Regions from separate parts of the Mus musculus genome. Here region 1 is linked to region 2. A link is a contact called in public HiChIP or PLAC-seq data. All regions are on one chromosome and are shown on one strand. Each heading gives the region's core, a stretch centred on a gene start, on an enhancer-like site or on the middle of the called end of the contact. The rest is flanking DNA. Distances are from core to core; before and after follow the strand shown. Region 1 holds the start of 4930519D14Rik (RIKEN cDNA 4930519D14 gene). Region 2 overlaps Irf4 (interferon regulatory factor 4).

The links. HiChIP or PLAC-seq counts read pairs in DNA pulled down with a chosen protein or histone mark.
Region 1: a BATF HiChIP or PLAC-seq map of CD8 T cells shows a contact between it and region 2, with 10 read pairs. The contact joins the promoter of 4930519D14Rik here to the enhancer-like site in region 2. A contact is called at or near these places in 1 of 15 datasets of contacts at CTCF or cohesin (pro-B cells), 7 of 484 Hi-C or Micro-C datasets (B cells, CD8 T cells, Th1 cells and 3 more), 11 of 115 datasets of contacts at active chromatin or transcription factors (CD8 T cells, the SCID.adh cell line, T-cell acute lymphoblastic leukemia and 6 more) and 3 of 9 other capture datasets (adipose tissue, bone marrow-derived macrophages and liver).

Annotation. Positions count from the first base shown.
Region 1 is chr13:30,612,825-30,619,179 of GRCm38.p6, reverse strand. 4930519D14Rik (RIKEN cDNA 4930519D14 gene) reads right to left here and starts at 4,137. Exons shown (of 4, transcript NR_045975.1): 1 at 4,107-4,137; 2 at 3,224-3,418. Gm35109 (a long non-coding RNA gene) reads left to right here and starts at 4,305. Exons shown (of 4, transcript XR_001780836.2): 1 at 4,305-4,616; 2 at 4,742-4,838; 3 at 6,047-6,110.
Region 2 is chr13:30,757,324-30,763,822 of GRCm38.p6, reverse strand. It overlaps Irf4 (interferon regulatory factor 4), which reads right to left. Exons shown (of 9, transcript NM_013674.2): 7 at 6,062-6,415; 8 at 2,339-2,451; 9 at 1-296. The coding sequence ends at 156. Among named protein-coding and RNA genes, the nearest start is that of Irf4, 11 kb to the right of the region's middle. Within about 2 kb of position 2,357, at least 58 of the 459 cell types and tissues checked have an H3K27ac peak or open chromatin away from gene starts, as enhancers often do. A contact at or near this core is called in B cells, CD8 T cells, the SCID.adh cell line and 4 more, where this site is marked.

The DNA of each region.
Region 1 (6,355 bases), core at 2,888-5,387, 150 kb after region 2:
GTATATATATATTGAAAGAAAGGGAAACTACATTGAATTATTTGGATTTGCTGCTGCTTGTCTATTTTAACTTAGAAAATATCAAGTTCATGTGGCTCAACTCAAAAGCCCTGCACAGTCCAAAAGTTTGCACGAGGAGAGTATGAAAATTTGATGACACCAAACAAGTAGCCGAGAGATTAGATTTCCACACTTCTCACAGTGAGATCTCTCTCTGGATGACATTTGTCCTGCTTGGTGTCCTTTTTCTACTGTGGGATCACGTTAGCCATCAAGGACATGTGATATCAAAGGCTGTTTTAGATTTATTACCATCTCAGAAGGTGACAAGACTATGAGAAAGGGGAGAGTTATGGGTAGTGATTAGATGTGTTAAGTGATGGTTTCCTTTTATATACATTTTTTAAGGGGGTAAAATCAAGTCACATATGGTGGCAAGATACACACACCTGTACTCTCAGCCCTTAGGAGGCTGAGGCAGAAGGATCATGCATTTGAGGTAGGCTACATAGTGAGAATCCTATATTTAAAAATTCTGTAAAATAAAGCTTGCGTGTGTGTGTGTGTATGTTTGTATACATATATATAACACATTTTCACCTTTGTATTAATTAATGAATTTATTCATTTTACATCCTGACAGCACTTTCCCCCTCTCATCTCCCCGCCCCCTGCCATCCTCCCTTCTGCTCTCCCTACATCCACGCCTTCTCTATTTCTCTTCAGAAAGGGGAGGATTTCTATTGCTATCAACCCGCCTTGGCACATCAAGTTGCAATAAGTCTGGGTGTATCTTTCCTATTGAGGCTAGAGGAGGCAGCCCAGTAGAAGGAAAGGGTCCCAAGGGCAGGCAACAGAGTCAGAGACAGTCTCTGCTCCCACTGTTAGAAGTCTCACATGAAGACCAAGCTGCACAACTGTAACAGAGGGCCTAGGTCAGCCTCATGCATACTTGCTTCCTGGTTGGCAATTTAGTCTCTGTGAGCCCCTATGGGCCCAGGTTAGTTGACTCTGTGGGTTCCTTGACCTCTCTGTCTCCTGCAATTCTTCCTCTCCCTCTGCCACAGGATTCCTCCATTTGCTTGGCTGTGGGTCTGTTTCCATCAGTTGCTGGGTGAAGCCTCTCTGATGGTTATGCTAGACTCCTGTCTGCAAGTATACCGGAATATCATTAGCAGTGTCAGGCATTGGTCTCAATCTGGATTATTCACTGGTTGGCCGTTCCCTCAATTTTACTCCAGCACATCTTGTAAGCAGGGCAATTGTAAGTCAAAGGTTTTGTGGAATTGGTGTTCCAATTCCTCCATTAGGTTACAGGAGCTAGCCAGTTCAGGCTCCATATCCCACATTGCTAAGGGTTTTAGCTAAGGTCATCCTCATAGATTTCTGGGAGTTTCCATTGCCATAGGTTTCTAGCTCATACACATTTTATTTTTATAAGGTTAAATTTATTATTTGACAATGTCATACATCGTATAGCAGATTGTGATTACTCTCACTCCCTTCTCTCTTATCTCTTTCCTATTACCATCACCACCCCACCCCATCCCCACACATAAGTCCCTTTCTCACATCCATGTCTTTGTGTTATGTTTTGTGGCCCACTGGACTTAACTGGGGACATACACATGACCTCAGATGTGGAATGGTGAGATTACCAGCACGTACGCAGTTGAAGACAATGAACTAGTCTTATGGAGGCACAGTGCTAGCAACCAGAGATGCTATGGGTATATAAGTGTAATATCTGTGTTGTGCCCAGAAGACAGCACTTTACAGCTTTCTCCCAATCATCTGAAATATACATTCTTTCTGCCCCATTTTCTGGAATGTCCCCCAAGCCTTAGAAAGGGTAGTATAAATACCTTTTTAGGGTTGCACAACTCACAGTCACTTATTCTCAGCATTTTGAACAAACATGAGTATCTGCATGCACTTCCATCCAGTATAAAGGGGATAGTCTCTGACTATCAGGTCTTGGAATATCACTTGTCTATGAAAATTATTAAAAGGTGACTCCATACTATGCAAACATCAAAGTACCGGCAGTAAGTCCATCTCTCCTATAGTCTATCCTCTCTCCAGCCACTGGTTTTGACCTGGTTTACAGGACTGAGTACAACTTCTCTCTTGTGGGGTTCAAATCCAATCACAGAGTGGGTGGTTACCTCTGTAACAGTCGTGTCATTATTGCACTAGTTGTCCCTTTCTGCATAGCAAGTTAATATAGCATGCAAGGTCCACAGTTAGGTGAACTCTTACAAGTTTTCCTCCTTAACAGCCTGCCTAACAACTTCTTCAATCGTATAATTAGTCAGCAGGGGGGAGAGATACTTTATTTCATTACATTTAAAAGATATAAGATACAATTTGCTAAACGCATGAAACTCAAGAAGAACGAAGACCAAAGTGTGGACACTTTGCCCCTTCTTAGAATTGGGAACAAAACACCCATGGAAGGAGTTACAGAGCTTTTGGAGCTGAGACAAAAGGATGGACCATCTAGAGACTGCCATATCCGAGGATCTATCTTATAATCAGCCTCCAAATGCTGACACCATTGCACACACTAGCAAGATTTTGCTGAAAGGACCCAGATATGGCTGTCTCTTGTGAGACTATGTCGGGGGCCTGGCAAACACAGAAGTGGATGCTCACAGCCAGCTATTGGATGGATCACAGGGCCCCCAATGGAGGAGCTAGAGAAAGTACCCAAGGAGCTGAAGGAATCTGCAATCCTATAGGTGGAAAAACAATATGAACTAACCAATACCCCCCGGAGCTCATGTCTCTAGCTGCATATGAATCAGAAGATGGCCTAGTTGGCCATCAGTGGAAAGAGAGGCCCATTGGTTGTGCAAACTTTATATGCCTCAGTACAGGGGAACGCCAGGGCCAAGAAGTAGGAGTGGGTAGGTAGGGGAGTGGGTGGGGAAGCATGTGGGGGACTTTTGGGATAGCATTGGAAATGTAAATGAAATAAATACCCAATAAAAAGTGAAAAAAATAAATCTAAAAAAATAATAAAATAAAAATAAAAAAACATAATCACAGGTCCTATAAAAATAAATGAAATAATTCTTAATTTTAAAATATGTGAATAAATGCCGTGACTAGACACTTTAAAAAAAAAAGGAAAAATGGCTATTATAATCAATTCAGTAAAAATTCCAAGAGTTATACATATGTAGGGAAGGAATTAGGAATTATAAGGTAATCTTACAAAATTGTTAGAACTGTTCTTTCACGAAGTAATGTTGGATACAAGTTGGTAAACCATCGAATCACCCATCACAAGGACAGTGTGCAGTGTGCCATCTGAAGTCCTCCTGTTAGAAACAAGGATGGAATATGGATGGGAACATCAATACTCGGCAGCATGTTTGCAGTGGTAACCACGGTAGGTGTTTATCAAGCTCTGTGGACAAAAGAAAGAGTATTTGTATTTTGTTCTATGATAAACCTCCAGTTCAGGGCTGTATTGTACGACAAAAGTTGTCCCAAGGAGATGCAACACACAAGTCTGCTCACCCCAGAGAGGAAACTCATGACAAACCAAAAACAAATACCAACCAAGTCCAACTTGGTGAACCAGTGAGTTTTGTTGGGGGTTATTCACAGAAATAAGGTTGAAGGAGTTAATTACAGGAGCAGAAAAAAAAACACAAATACAAACTGCATCACCAAATCCCACAGTAGCATAGATAACCCTGGGAACCTGGATCACACAGCACACCCTGTCTGCAGGGAGCTCAGTAAGTTGGGTTGTAGCTCTGGACTTGAATCTCTTCCAGACAACTGGTCTGGTCTCAGAGTCTTCTCTGCAGCTTGTCCTGTCTGAGAGTTACTCTCAGCTTTTTATTATGCTGACACAGACTAGTGAATCTGGTCAGTTTCAGGGCTGAAGCTATTTTTGAGTTGCTTACCTCCCTGTTTAAAAAGGCTCCCTGAATGATGGAATGTTTCAATATCAGAAGAAACTGTTACCCAAGAGGGTGAAACTTTGAAGCTAGAAGCTTAAAAGTAATGCAAAGGCCACATAAGCCGATAACCCTCTAGAAGCTTCTAGAAGCACCGAAGTGCCACAGAGGCATACGATTTCCTACCTTTAACAGTTATGCCTGAAGCCTGGGTGACCTGTAGTCCAACGATAATGGGAATGGGGATGAGTTAACTCAGGGTCAAAGGAAATTACCAAAAAAGAAAAACATAGAAGTGGTATATCTGGGAAGGCAGGCCTCCGTTGCCTTGGACTCTGTGAGAGTGGTTGCCATGGCACCAGCAGTCAACAGGCTTCTTGTGACCCCTCAGAGCCAGTAGGTCTCAAATGAACTTGGCTCTTGGATATGAGCACATGCTTGAAATGAGGGGAGGGTGAGAAGGCAGACCTGAGAGGGCGTGTCTATGCCATAGGGAGAAAAAAACACTCAAAGAGAAGCCTGCTCCAGACTCAGAAAAGCCAGACCATTGCACTTTCTGTCCACATGGCTTCCAAGGCAGAAACCAAGCTTCCATATGCCTATGACAGTTCTTTCCAGAAAATCCTTCAGTTTCCTCAGAAACCCAGATTCCCAGGACCTGGTATAGATGCACCAACAGGGCAAAGATCTGGCTTGGTGAGGTTGTGCTTGTGGTTATCCTTTCAATGCCTTGGTTGTCCACCTGGCTTAATAGACTCTGATCATCTCTTATCATATGAAATGTATAAATAATTTGACCTCTCGCTCTCTGTTCTCCCCAGTGAGAAGTTTCTTTTTGTAAAGTGACTAACCATACTTCTTCACACTTGTCTCTGTGTGGGTGGGCACCCTGTCCTGGTCCTGGTCAGTTTAAACAAGGTAAGTTTCTTTTCTGCCCTTTGATGTCAGGAAGGAAAAAAAAAAACTGAGAAACCAAGAGACAGAGAGAGAGACAGAGAAAGAACATGCCTGAGAGAGACAGAAAGAGAAAGAGGCATAAATGGAAACAACTACTGAGGGGAGGGGGTGAGAGTGAGAGAGACACTGAGAGAGAAGAGAGAGAGCACTCGGAGGGAAAGCAACTCGTTCTAGGAAAGTGTCCAAACTCTTCTTCCTTCCTTTTAACTTTTGTTTATGAAAGGGAAGATCTTGGTGCTCACTCATCCCAGGTTTCTAAGGTGAGAACTGTTGCTTTTGGGCCTATCTGGGTTCACTGTGGACATGGGTAGGCCACACAGAAAGGAAGGGGGAGGCACTTTTGAAGAAAGATATGAGTCCCTGGCTAAGGAATGGAAGACAACTTACTGACAGTGGGAAACTCGGAAGAATGTGTTCCCAAGTGTCCGTGTGTCAGAAAAACGCAGCTCCAGCTCCCAAGCTGATCCGAGAATGCTCTCCACATTTCTGCTTCTATCCAGGCACCATCCATGGTATAGGATCCAGTGTCACAGAAACAGAAGGGGCGAGGGAAAGGGTCAGCAGTGCTTTGGACCAAAAAACAAATTCTAGGTGCTTGGGCAGAACAAGGGATAGCCTTTACCTCCATCCCGTTTGTTCCCCTCCAAGGCTCGCTCTCTCTCTCTCTCTCTCTCTCTCTCTCTCTCTCTGCAGAGCTGGATTCCCAGGTAACTCTACAGTTTGCAACAGGCACTTTCTTTTCCAAGATTCTTAATTGGTATGCAAAATAGCAGGCTTTATTGTAACATGCTTACACATACTTATTATGTACCTTGTTAATATTCATAAGCCCCAAGACACTTTTCTCTTTCTCTCAGCTTTCTGGTTGGTTCTTTGCGCTCCATGAAGTGGTGTGTGTGTGTGTGTGTGTGTGTGTGTATCATTATATATAATTTATAAACAAAACACACACATATATGTCAAGATTCCACATATGAGAGGTGTAATGCATGTCTTTCTGAGTTGGGACTTATTTTGTTTAGAGTGATCACTTCCAGTCCATGTATTTTCTTGCTTATGATTTTGTTCCTCTTTATAATTGAATAAAACTCCACTGTGTATAGTTCCTATTATCTTTATCTGTTCTTCCATCGGCAGCTACCTATACTGACTCCATATCTTTTCTACAGGCACTTTCTTCTGATCATCATCATTGATAAAGATTTCTGGACCAGTATTTACTCATTGCTCATGGTGAGTTCAGGTCCCAAGTTTCCTTTCCAAACCTTCTTATTGGGGCAGTACAGTGTATGGAGCTGGTCCGTGTGGGTCAATATTTAGTTCCCTACTGTGCCATTGTATAACTTTAAGAAAATAATTTACCTCTCAGCTTCCTTATATGAGAAGCCAAAACGAGGCTCACAAAGCATGACCTTTAAAATCAAAATGATGGAAAAGACACGTTTCTACTTGACTCATTTTTAGCATTGTTGTTGCTG
Region 2 (6,499 bases), core at 1,108-3,607:
ACAGGCACTCTTCTGGGGGAAGCTCCTCTGTTGAGCAGATACAGCTGTTTTTCCTCACAAAGCCCTGTTGTTGTCTTCAAGTGGAAACCCACTCACTTCTTAGCTCTTCCAAAGAGAAAGGGCAGCAGCCGGCTGCCCTGTCAGAGTATTTCTTCTCACTCTTGGATGGAAGAATGACGGAGGGAGCGGTGGTAATCTGGAGTGGTAACGTGTTCAGGTAACTCGTAGCCCCTCAGGAAATGTCCAGTGTTTTGTTGAGCAAAGTAATACAGTTGTCTGGCTAGCAGAGGTTCCACCTTTAATAAGACATTTAAGAAAAAAAGACATCACTAGAATATTCTTCTCAACACCATACAATTGGGACATCATGAAATGACCCTAGGACTCTAAGTAAAAACCTACAAGCTGCACAGGATAACATAACACAGTGAAGCAGTTCACATTCAGAGCCATTTGAAAAACCAGTTTCATTTGCTCTTATAATACCTGGAATTAAAAACCCTGGAAAAAGAACTCTTGATTCTATAATAGAAGATAAATATGGCATTTTGAAACCAATCACCTCTTGGATTTGATATTTAGCGAATGAGTTAACTGGACATTATTGAATGAGATGACCAAATTAAAAGGCTAAGTAACATGCTGGGTAAGTGAGGCTCATGAGTCTGACAGAAGGGCTCATCCTGAAGAACCAGATGACTGTGAAATAGACAGAACTCTGAACCACAAGTAGAAGACAGAGCTGGCCAGCCACAAGACAGCAGCTCGCTGGCTCTGATGGACCTAGTTTGTTTATAAGCATCGATTGCATCCCCAGTCAAAGCCAGCCTCACCAAGTCAGGCTGTGTGCTCTGTAACAACCAATCATCAATAAATCAAGCCTCTTTGTTATTTGATATGTGATGTCTGGTAGGATTCCTCTGTAAGCACCCATATGAATTAAGTCTGTAATAAGGAGACCAGCAGAGTTCATGGGTGACCATGTATGTTTTCCATCTGTGGACCACGGGGCAGCATTTTGAGGCCCTTTGCCTATATGACTATTGTTGCTCCCTTTTTGCGGAGCCCCACTGCACCCAAAGTCCTTAAAATGAGATCTATGCTAGAATTTACTCACTACCTTAAAAAAAAAAATACTGCTTATCTATGCTAGATTCATCCACACATCTGCAGTCTCATTTGATATCAACCACCAGTTAGAACTGAGAAAAGGCTCAAGGCCAGGATCATAGTTTCATTGCCTTTTATTTTTTTAAGATTTATATGTATGTGAGTTCACTGTAGCAGTCTTCAAACACACCAGAAGATGGCATTAGAGCTCACTGCAGATGGTTGTAAGGCACATGTGGTTTCTAGGAATTAAACTCAGGACCTCTGGAAGAACAGCCTGTGCTCTTAACAACTGAGCCATCTCTCCAGCCCGTTTGTTGCTTCTTAGATTTTACTTTTTGCAACCGAGAAGGGAGGCTGGATGTTCAACATCAGTGCCCAACCCCCATCCTAGGCGGGGTTTAGAACCCAGGGCTTTACCACTGCCTAGCAAATGCCTTCCATTGCGCTGTATGCCTAGTCTTCAGTCTCCACTAAGAGATATCATCAGAGCTAATATCCCATTTGCACTGAGATATTGTGGCTATCTGGGACACAACCTTTACTCCACACTGCATACTTTTCAAGATATGTAATTAAGTAAAATTTTCTAATTAAAAAACATCATGTATTCAGAATTACCTTTTAATTATTAAGTGAGTGATGAACATTATCCGAATAAACCCTAGCTGTGAGGATAGACCGACCTACCTGATTCCTGGGAAGACTCAGCCTCCTCCACCTCCCTTGTCCAACTGTTAAATAACTCCCTAAAGTCCAGCAACAAAACGAGGGTCTGGGAACTATCTGAAGTTAGGAGGCACGATGAAGCATAATACATAACAGGCAGCCTCCCAGGGAGAAAGTGCTACTCTACTCGAAAGGACAGCATCTTTAAAACCACACAAGAAACAGAGATGTCGAAGGGCAGTACTTGGTCCCAACTATTGAAAATTCCTATAAAAGGGCAGGTAACTGTCTGTATGAAACAATAAAGAATACAGAACAAACAGAGCCTTGGGTCCAAGTCATCTGCCCTGCTGATTCGGTGGTGACAGAATTTGTCTGGAAGTAGGTTGCGGGTGCCTCCCTGAGCTGTGGTGTTCACTGGAGCCTGCTTCCTCCTGCACTATTTTAAGGTCTACATCTATTTTCCCAGGTGAGCTGACATTTACTCGTCACTTGCCACTTCTCTAAAAGGGACAGCTCCACAGTGTGTGATTTACGGGTGATGTAACCAGGTACTCACATGAGCTGTGATGAGCTTCCTCTGTCTCTGAGGGTCTGGAAACTCCTCACCAAAGCACAGAGTCACCTGGAATCTCGGTGCTGGCCGGCCATGGTGAGCAAACACTTGCAGCTCTGAAAACCCACAAGAAAGAAAGAAAAAAAAAAACCAAACTGTTCAGACACCTGGTAAAGCGGGTGAACGGAAAGCCAGAGTCACGTGGAAGTCTGCTTTGGGAGAGCCCGGGCTCTGTTCCCCTAAGTCCAGCCCTTAGAGCAGACCCTAGACACAAAATCACATGGTCAAGTTCACATATGATCTCCTGACTTGGCACTGGTTTTACTTCATTACTCTTAAGGAACATGACCCAACCTTAAGAACTTGGGTCTGCAGCACTACACTCACAGAAATGCACAAGGTCAAAGAGAAGAAGACAAAGAAGAAAAAGAAAAGTAGCCATGCTGAGTCAAGCAATCAGCACAGGCCAAGGAGACATTTTAATGTAAAGAGTCACAATGTTCTGATGGCCCAGGGTTATTTTTTTAACCTCACTAGCTAACCATGGAGGCCACGTGGTGTCTGGGCACCAAGAGCATCTGTTTCTCTCACCAGCTGTTGGCAGCTGTGTCCTACTTGGCACTAGGTCTAAAACTCCAAAACTGGAGAACCAGAGTAGGCTTCAATCTCACTTTGGGGACAGGATGATACAGGGAGAAGGGGACCAATGAAGCCCCTCTGACAAGGATGTCATGCTGAGGCTAGTCCTGCCTGAGAGACATGAAACAGACAAGATTGCTGAAAAGAAACCTGCCCATGGCTGGGGGCATCGCCACTTGGAGCAGAGCACTTGCCTTGTATGTGCAAGGCCTTGGCTTCCTCCCCCAGCACAAGCAGAAAGCCACATCCACTCACTGGCATTAACCTTTATTCCTCCTCCCAGAGCTAGGTTCCCAGGTCTTGTCTGCATCAAAGAACTGACATTAAAAAGCTGCCTCCACAGAGCAGGCATGAAGACTCTGCCCTGATCAGATATGAATTCTCAACTGTGCCTATGGGGACTGTCCCTAGTGGGGTGCAAATCCAGAATGGGTAGACATCAAAGATTTCCACTGCTCTCTGCAACCGAACTGCTTCTAGAAGCTCACAGAACTGACTTCCTGCATTTCTTTCTCTTTCTTCTTCCAGAATTTAAATCAAACCCAGGGGTTTAGGCACACTGTATAAAGTGCATAGCACTGTGGCCGGGAAGACACCTACGAGGGGCTAGGTCAGAATAGCAAGGGATGCGACTCTCTGAGAAAGCCCACCTCAGCCTGCTCTTCCCGGACCATTGGGTGGGCATCCTTAGGTTCTGAGGCTGTTGGGCCTCTCTGCAGCAATGTCATCTTCCCTGAGCCTCTGTGGGGCTTGGGGACTGTGGACAGCAAAAACAACAGGCCCCACTAGAGAAGAAGGGAACAAAGGGAAATAGCCCTTACTCATTAATAACTAATAAGTCCTAGGAAGCAAATTTCTAGTCCAAGGTGTCTGCTCTGTTTTGGCATTTGTTTCCTGCCAAATTGGATCCTCTTTGGCACACCAAGACTTAGTGTACCTCAAAGCCCTGTCGCTGGCAATTGTCACTATTCTGAGCTACCTTAATCAAGCAGGGAGTGAGTGGTAGCCTTCTGGAGGGCACATAGGACTTCCAGACCCCAGGGCAGATATAGGATGTGTGTACCTATCCATCTCCAGAAGTTATTTTTCTTTGCCTTGGACCACAAACACTAGAACTCACTCTAAGAGAGGCAAAGGCTGTCTGACCAAGGCTTAGATCACACCCAGCTCCAAGGATCTTCATCAGTCCTTGGAGCCAGAGACGCCTTGGAGCCTGAGACACCTTGGAGCCTGAGATGATTCTCTTTTCTGTGTCCCACCTCTCAGGGGAGGATATTTAGCAAGGAGCATGTTTGTTTTTGGAAACGAAAGAGGATTTGGATGAGCCTAAACAAATATTGGCCACTGGAGCTCAAAAGGCTGAGGAAACACCACTAGTACCAAGCACACTAGGGCTTGTCGTCTTCTTTGTAAATGAACAGAAGGAAGCAGCACATTGAGGACTCAGCAGTCCCCTTCTGTGTGCAGACCCAAGGCTAATGACTTCATAGAAGCCAGCCCTGGTCTAACGTAACCAAGGCAGAGCAAATTGGTTTTGGAGAGACAGCTATACTCCCCCACTCAGCGTTACCCGTCAGACCTGCTTAGACAAGGCATCATCCCAAGTACCCACAGTGATACACAGATAAAGAGAAAGTGACACGATACAGATACCCCAGTGGAATATCCCTAGCCTTTATAAAGAAGGAAGGCCTGTCATTAGTAATGACACAAATGAGCCTGGAGAACATCATGCCAAGTGAAATTACCCATGCACACAAAGACAAAGACCGTGACGCTCCATTGCATTGCGAACTCCAAAATAGTTGAGCTCATAAAAGTAGCGCCAAATGGCGGTCACCACACGTGGGAAGTGGCTAGGAAGCTGTGGGTCAAAGAATATAAACTGTCACTAAGACATGAGGAGTTTGCTGAACACAAGCTCAAGGACCAATCCTCATGACTAATAATGAATGGACCATGTGCTTAAAAAAATATCGAGAGTAGATTTCAAGTAATGTTCTTACCAAATTAAAAAAAGATAGACAGGCAAGGTGATATGCATGCTAATTAGTGGATTTAGCCAGATCCTAGTGTGCACGCATTTTAAAGCATCACAGTGTGCATGGATGAGAAGGAGCAAGGCAAGTCCCGGTTCAAGAAAAGGAAAGCACAGGAAAGCCAGAGCTGTGAGCTGCTTGGGAAGGGCATTGGGAAGAAAGCAAGCTTAGGATATGATGGGGTGAGGGAATGACAATTAGCAGTCAGCAGAGCAGCCTGCTTCCTTAAAGGCATCCTCGGCTACGTTTCTAGGGGAGGCCTCTGGGTGGTACCCACCAGTGGCAAGACTAATGACTTCATATAAGCCAGCCCTGGTCTAACGTAACTACCCAAAGTCAAAAATCATACCATAAGAAGTACAGGTTCTGGAAAATATGATTAGAAGCCTTCGTATGCCAGAGATAAGACCAAATTCTTCTCCGAATTTCCCCCTCGCTGAATCTGCTCCTTACATTCTCAGCTTTGGTCCTGCCTCGCAAGTGTGACAATTTTATAAGGGTGACACATCTCATAACCAAAAATGTTAAGATGGTGTTTCTAACCTTCTTGATTTTTCTAGAAACCCCTAAAGAGCTGAGGTGTCAGCAGATAAACTTGCTGAGAGCAGAGAGCCAACACAGTGAAACCTCTCTGGGGGTGGGGCACATGCCGCTGAAAGCCCACATTTTAATTCATTGGCCAGATGTGCTGGTGTACAGATAAAATCCCGAGGCAGGAGTTCTAGGCCAGCCTGAGCTACATATATTCTGACAAAACAAACAAAACAAAAGCCTAGAGTGAAAAGAATGATGATAAATTAAGAGATCAACCCACACCAGTGTCTATCCTGGCCAGCAAATATGGATCCTCTTTCTGGCCCTCTGCTAATCAGGGGAGTACACAACAGACAAAGGCTAGGCATGAATCAGGCAGGAATTCTATTTCTGCATGAGCTCACAGATCTCAGGAGGAAGACCTCTGTCTGGGGTAGGCAGACACTGCCATTTGAGACCTTTATAGCCAGCACCCACCACCACCTCCATTCTAACAGACTGTGAGGTGTGTTACCTGATAGAAACTGCTGTGTGTCAAAGAGCTTGCAAGTCTGGTCTCTTTCTAGCTTGTTGGGCCGATCGCTGCACAGTGCCAGGGGCCCATCCCAGTAGATCCTACTCTGGCAGAGTCTTTTGGCATAAAGCCCATCTGGAGCCATCCAGAGGACCAGTCCCCTCTCCAGGTGGCTCAGCAACTTCTCAATGTTCTTCCTCTGTCCATTGTCGTCCGGGTAGGGAAACAGGACCTGGTCCAGGTTGCTAACATCATAGGTGTGTCCGTGGGAGATCCGGCAGCCTTCAGGGCTCGTCGTGGTCAGCTCTTTCACGAGGATGTCCCGGTAATACAGGCAGATATGCAGCCGGCAGTCTGTGAACAAAACTCTGGAGTCAGTGCTGATGGATTTGAAAAAGGTGCCACCTTGCTCAGAGCCCCAAAAACTCGGTGACTAGA